2 separate regions of the Danio rerio genome follow, and region 2 is linked to region 1. Evidence: chromatin contacts called from public HiChIP or PLAC-seq data. All regions are on one chromosome and are shown on one strand. The core of a region is the stretch at or near the end of the contact, and the rest is flanking DNA. Distances in the headings are between cores, read along the strand shown.

What was found. HiChIP or PLAC-seq counts read pairs in DNA pulled down with a chosen protein or histone mark.
Region 2: a contact with region 1 is called in an H3K4me3 HiChIP or PLAC-seq map of embryo, with 2.1 times the contacts expected there. The contact joins the promoter of commd6 here to the promoter of si:dkey-229b18.3 in region 1. A contact is called at or near these places in 2 of 4 datasets of contacts at active chromatin or transcription factors (embryo and gastrula embryo).

The regions. Positions count from the first base shown.
Region 1 is chr9:32,178,340-32,181,886 of GRCz12tu, forward strand. si:dkey-229b18.3 reads right to left here and starts at 1,577. Exons shown (of 7, transcript XM_682097.9): 1 at 195-1,577. The coding sequence starts at 507.
Region 2 is chr9:32,253,390-32,256,936 of GRCz12tu, forward strand. commd6 (COMM domain containing 6) reads left to right here and starts at 1,835. Exons shown (of 7, transcript XM_001332052.7): 1 at 1,835-2,027. The coding sequence starts at 2,003. morc3a (MORC family CW-type zinc finger 3a) reads right to left here and starts at 374. Exons shown (of 19, transcript NM_001089366.1): 1 at 309-374. The coding sequence starts at 347.

The sequences.
Region 1 (3,547 bases), core at 327-2,826:
ATAACGTTACATAGTATTATAAATTTATAAATATAAACAAATTAATACCAATGTTTTGATTAAGTGATTTTGAAGTGACTTTCACGGTGATTATTTAATTAAAAGTTCGGATATAAAACTAATTTAAAACAGGCAGTTCAGTATAGTGTATTGGTAGTAACAAAAATATAATAAGCAACAGGAAAATGACAAACCTTCCCACCAGTAGTGCTCGGCCACCAGCCTGTATGTGTCCTCGAGGGTGTGGTGCGACTTGCCGGGTCTCTTCTCGTGGAAGGTGACAATAGACTGAAGTCGCTTATCTTCAGCCAGAACCTCCCGATACTGGACAAAACCCTTCTCCAACTTTTTGCGGAAAAGCGAGCCGTCGATGACCTCGAAGAGGGCTGAAGTAGAGACGGACGCGCAGTCGCCGTTCACAAATCCCGCGCGTGCCCGCTGCTCGTCCGCTGAGTGTTTAGTAGTGCGAAAGGTGTCATCAGAGTCGTAGGTGCATTCACTTGCCATTTTGACCAGTGTTCTTTCTCAAAACACTCTCACTTTAAGAGCAGCTTGTTTATAATCGTTTCCCCTGTGTGGAAAATGCTGAACTTTTAAAACAGGCTTCATCCACCGACATTGAGACTTCTGTAAATCCAGAGGATGCTCTAAGTGTCTATGAAGTTAAAAGTTCACAGCAAAATCCTCCAAATGAATTTTTAAGAAGCAAGTTAAATCGATTATGAATAAATAACAGTTTCACTATAACAGGTCTCCCGGTTGTTATTGATATGAAACACTGAATTAGAAGTCGAAATATTTCAACGTTACTGTAAAGTCCATCATCTTTGGTGCTTAAGATGTGCCAGACATTTTCACATCCTATCAAACGTAAAAGGCTGCATGAAAGATTGATTTCAAGACAAGCAAATAACACCACCAAAAGCCATTTTCGATCAATGTTGATTATTCAAAATAAATTAAAAAGCGGAGACGCGGATTGCAAGTTTTACAACAGCCCAGCTGTCCTGGGAAACAGAATTAAACAGAATCACGAACAAAAACAAGCCGATGCCAAATATATCGAAATATCCGAATCTGTCAAAACTGCAGTGGTTGTCATCCGTTAACATGAAATTACAATCATTTAGCCAGGTACTTTAGGGCCTCTTTCATAAGATGTAACTACACTTGAGTCAACAATGTGTCACGAACCGCCAACTACGTCATAATAGGAGAGCCAAGCGTCCACATTTGTCGGGCGGGCAGCAGTAAAATCGCGCGGAAGGGTCTTCCTCCTCTCGCGCGTGCAACTTGTGATTTCTTGAACTCGGTCTCTCAGCACGCCGCAGCTAATCTGTCGCGCGACCTATGCGCGAGAAGCGGAGGTCTTCCCGAAACACATCCAAACGCAACGACGGCCTCCAGAACCGACAATATCATCCGTGTGTTCTCCTTAACGGGCTCCGCGTCCGTTCACGTAACGTTAAAGCCAGTCAGATGATTAAATAATCCAATTTTTAACTCGTAGTCCTCTTGTTGGTTACCATTCGTCAACCTAACTTCGCTTCGACGCCCAATTGCCTCACCCCCTCCCTTCCTCGATGCGTATTGGAGTACTCTTTAAAGAACAGCCGCTGAGGACCACGCTATTGGCTATTTGGGCTGTCACTCACCAGACTGTTTTCCCTACTTTTTCCCTACATGACGATAGGTTGTTGACGTCAGCGTTACCTTACTTAGTGTCAAGTTTATCAATATGAAAAGCACAACAAAGCGAAAATATCGTTTCGCCTGGCCTTATTAAATTTGAGCTCTTCACAGACATATAATACAGATATTAATCTGCTTGAGTGTCGAGATCATGTCACAGTTTCGGTTATTATTTATTCATGCATTGGTCTTTGTGGGTGGTTCAGTTCTATTGCCATTTTTCGTATATTTACCAAAAATGAAAGAAGAGGGAACATAAAATAATAAGCTTATGCTTTCAACGAAGCGCTTTTAAAAGTACAGTTCACCCAAACATTTAAATTTACTCACTATTTACTCCCCATCATTTAGTTTCAAAGCGTAATGAGTTTATCTGCTGAACCTAAAAGAAGATCTTTTAAAGAAAGCTAAATACTGGCAATCTTGACTTCTATAGGGAAGAGCAGGAACGAAAGTAACATTTTTTATCATAAAAACATCACTTTAAAAGATAATGTTTTTAGCACAAATATATTTTTGCTCTTGTCTGTCAAAATCAGATGTTATTTTGTATCAGTGTAGAACAACTCCAATATAACTTCACTTTAAAAAAAAGTTGCACATTGTTTCTTTAAAGTTATGTTATTAAAGTAACATAATATTAGCTAGATACTGGGTTAATCTGTTTATTTTAAATATATCTAACTGTGACTTTGTTAATGTTTACTCCAAACATATTTGCCCTTTGTTTTTGCAAAATATATTAAACTGTATTTTCCTTTTAAATTTCAGCTCCATCGAATGTCTCAAAAGCTATCCAACATTGCAAAATGTTACACCTTTTGAATATTTTTTATTATTATTGGCAAAATGCATACATTTTATAAAACAGCTGAATCCAAACACTGCAAACTCTTATGTGAAAGTGAAAAATAGAGTTTGTCTATTAGCAGTGGGACATACAGTGTATGCGGAAAGTATTCATAGCGCTTCACTTTTTTTCAGTTTTTTTTTGTTACCGCCTTATTCCAAAAGGGATTAAATTAATTTATTTCCTCTAAATTCTGCACACAATACCCCATAACGTCAATGTGAAAAAATATGTTCTAAAATTGTCGCAAATTTATTAAAAAAAAAAAATCTGAAAAATCACATGTACAGAAGTATTCACAGCCTTTGCTCAATACTTTGTTGATGCGCCTTTTGGTAACAATTACAGCCTCAAGTCTTTTTGAATATGATGCTACAAGCTTGGCCCACCAGTCTTTGAGAATTTTTGGCACATTCCTCTTTGCAGTACTGCTCAAGCTCTATCAGGTTGGATGGGAAGCGACAATGTACAGCCATTTTCTGATCTCTCCTGAGATGTGTAATAGGATTTAGGTCTGGGCTCTGGCTGGGCCACTCAAGGACATTCACCAAGTTGTTGTGAAGCCACTACATTGTGCTGTTGAATGCAGTGTGCTTTGGGTCATTGTCCTGCTGGAAGATGAACCGTCGCCCCATTCTGTGGTCAAGAGCACTCTGAACCAGGTTTTTATTCAGGATGTCTCTGTACATTGCTGAATCAATCTTTCCCTCTAAACTGACTAGTCTTCCAGTTCCTGCTGCTGAAAAACATCCCCACAGCATGAATCTGCCACCACCATGCTTCACTGTAGGGATGGTATTAGCCTGGAGATGAACGGTGCCTGGTTTTCTCCAAACGTAATGTGAAGTAGCCAAAGTGAAGGGTGTATGTGTGAGCCCAATGCACTTTAACACCAGCATATTGCTCTATTCTGAACCATAAGTAAAAACAGTGATACATATTCAGTATTAATCCAAACGGTGGCAAAAGCTGAACTACTTTAAAACTTGACTGCCGCACGTGTGT
Region 2 (3,547 bases), core at 585-3,084, 75 kb after region 1:
AAAACTGAAAGTCAAATTTAAATTTCTGAGCATTTTGATAGGTCAACAGACACGCGTCACAGGAAAACAAATGCAGTAAAAATGACAACATATAGTTTCACACACGCTAGTAACATTAATTGTTGTACGTCAAGAGCAAACGCATAGGGAATTTAAAATGGCATGTAACCCGTCAACTTGACAATGCTAACAGTGCGGGAAATTCTCGCGAATAACTTTTCAGTATATCGTCTGTTAACATTGTGCCTACTGCTATGCGTTAATTACACGTGTCAGGTTGTAATAAGAGATGTAATAAGCCTTCGTACCGCACTGAGGAGAATCCCTCTCTCTGTTTGCGCCGCCATCCTCGAACATCCAACCCGCGACGATACAAAACTTCCAGAGGGTGTGAGTGCAACATCCGGAACGACTCGAAAACGGTTTTTTCAAAATAAGAGCTTAAAGAATGAGTTTGAGTCATGAAGATAATAATAATAATAATAATAATAATAATAATAATAATAATAATAATAATAATAAATAGCGTTAGATTAATTAATAAAAGATGTAATTAATAATTTTAATTATAACATGCACGGTGGTGCAGTCGGTAGCGCTCTCGCTTCATAGCAAGAAGGTCGCTGGTTCGAGCCTCGGCTGGGTCAGGTGGCATTTTGTGGGTTTCCTCCGGGTGCTTCAGTTTCCCCCACAGTTCAAAGAAATGCTCTATAGGTGAATTGAATAAATTAAACTGAATGTAGTGCATGCCTATGAATGAGTGTGTATGGGTGTTTCCCAGTACTGGATTACAACGGAAAGGGCAACTGCTGCGTAAAATATATGCTGGATAAGTTGGCGATTCATTCCACTGTGGGGACCCCTGATGAATAAAGGGACAGAAGCCAAAGGAAAATAAATGAATGAATGATCATTCTGTGTACAGTTGTAGGGATGAAGAAAGTACATAATGTGAGGCTTTATAGCTTTTAGATTTTAGCTTTTATCTAGTGCTAAGCAAAGAATAATCATAATTGATCTCATCCATTTTGACATAATGTGTTTTTTTATACATTTGTTATGTATATGTGATTCACACACATACACAGAACAACTTTTTTGTCACATATATGTTTAAATATGTAAATTTTTTATTATATACATTTATATGTTATATCTAAATATAAACAAAGACTATACACAAAAAAGTTGATATAAACATTTTTGCAATTATATGTATTCATGCATAAATTCAAAATAAATATGCACAGCACACACACACACACACACACACACACACACACACACACACACACACACACACACACTTTTTATTTTTTTATTTTGGATGAGATTAATCACATTTAATCTTTGCACAACACTATGTTTAACTTAATAGCTTTTTAATCATTTAAATTTTAATAGGATATTACTTTCTATATTATAAGTACAGCACAGAAGGAAAATGTTGAATGCTCAATTACAGTGTAAGATTGTTTCGACAATTTTCACAAATATAATTTGAATAAATATATAGACACTTACAATCAATATGTTTTTATCAATTAAATCATTCAATCAATCAAAATCAATTTATTAATTACATTTTTTGAATTTTTATTTGATGTCGAAACCAATTTTGGATGTCTCATTTTGACTCCCAAAGCACAACTTATTTTAAGAAACATCATATAAACCATAATGCTGGGTGTTTTCCCCTTTTGTTTAATTGCAAATTTAGAAGAAGTCAAAGGAAATTATTTAAATATGTTCCATGTGTTTTAATCTTTCCTGATGGTACCACCAGACCAACATCGAACTATTATTTTGAAAGAAAATGTCAATGAATTACTCCACTTCCGGTCGGTTACTTTTCCTTTCTGCTGAAGTGAATAAACAGTTGGATGAAAATTATTGTTCTATGCTGTAAAACATCCGAAATACTCTCTTCAATATCTCTTGAATACATGTTTGTCTATTTATTAATTTAGTTGTCTTATTGTAAATATTCCGGTAGAAGAAGATGTTAGATCTGGAGCTGTCAACTGGTAAGGAGAATTTATTTCTGCTTTCTTCCTTTTTTACGGCATGTGATTTAACGTTACTGCAGTCAACTCCTTCAGCTCTTTATACTATACAGACCGTTTATAGCAGATTTGCATTGTTAAACAGGGAATTAGGCGATTAATGATATTTCTACGGAATTCTTTAACGTTAGTTATGAAAAGGAAATTACTTTCATATTCATGTTACAAAGTTCATTATTTTACAAAGGATTATACATTCATAGTTTGTAAACAAATAAAAAGGGGTTTCGAGAATAAAAAAATACAATAAATATGCAACTTTACATTCCCCTCCCCATACTATGATTTATACCACTATGTTGATTATTTAATTATTGTTTTATTTATTATTTAATTGTTGCTAATGTAATTGTTTTTTTTTTTTTTTTTGCAAAATGTAACAATTAACAAGGAAAGCATTTATTGTATTTATTTATTAAATTTGATTTTTGTCGCTTTCATTTAAACCACTAGATTTTACTTCTTTGTCAGCAGTACGTTTTTAAAACATTTATATAATGAGGCTATATGAATAAGTATGTTTTATTTTTGCATAAATATCTGCTTTGACAAAATATAAAACTTCAATTGAGCAATTCCATGCAAAAGTAAAAAAAATAGCGAAACCCTTTCTAGGTTTTTTTATGTAGACTTGTATTTTACTGTAAAAATACTCAAACTTGCAAAAATTAAAAAAAAAACTAACAAACATCCCTAACAAAGTTTTTTTCCTCAAAATGCAAAAAATGTTAAATAAAATCAATAATTTTTGTTCTATAGAGAGCAACCATTATCCTTTTGATTAGCATTGCTTCTTTTGGGTTGTGCAGTTTAATTCACAGAATTTCTATAAAGTATGTCTTATACTGTAAACTAGCAGACTTTTTTGCTCGCATTCATGAAGCTATTTTATTTTTCTCATTTAAAATCTAAAAATTGTTTACAGATTGATATTTTTCTGATCCCATAACTCTGTGGTTGGTTGCTTTGGAAAATATAAACAAATGTTTCAATATAATATTAACATTCAGTTGAAGTCAGAATTATTAGCCTCCCTTCAAAATTTTTTTTAAAATTCTAATTTATATAATGTAACATATACAACTAATCATTTTTTATTTTTTTTCCAAATGATGTTTAACAGAGCAAGGAAATTTTGACAGTATGTCTGATAATATTTTTTTCTTCTGGAGCAAGTCTTATTTGTTTTATTTTGGCTAGAATAAAAGCAGTTTTTAATTAATTATCTAAAAGCCATTTTAGGGTCAATTTTTAGCTCCTTTAAGCTATACATTTTTCTCGATAGTCTACAGAACAAACCATTATTATACAATAACTTGCCTAATTACCCTAACCTGCCTAGTTAACCTAATTAACCTAGTTAAACATTTAAATGTCTCTTTAAGCTGTTTAGAAGTGTCTTGAAAAATATCTAGTAAAATATTATTTACGGTCATCATGGCAAAGATAAAATAAATTAGTTATTAGAAGTGAGATATTAA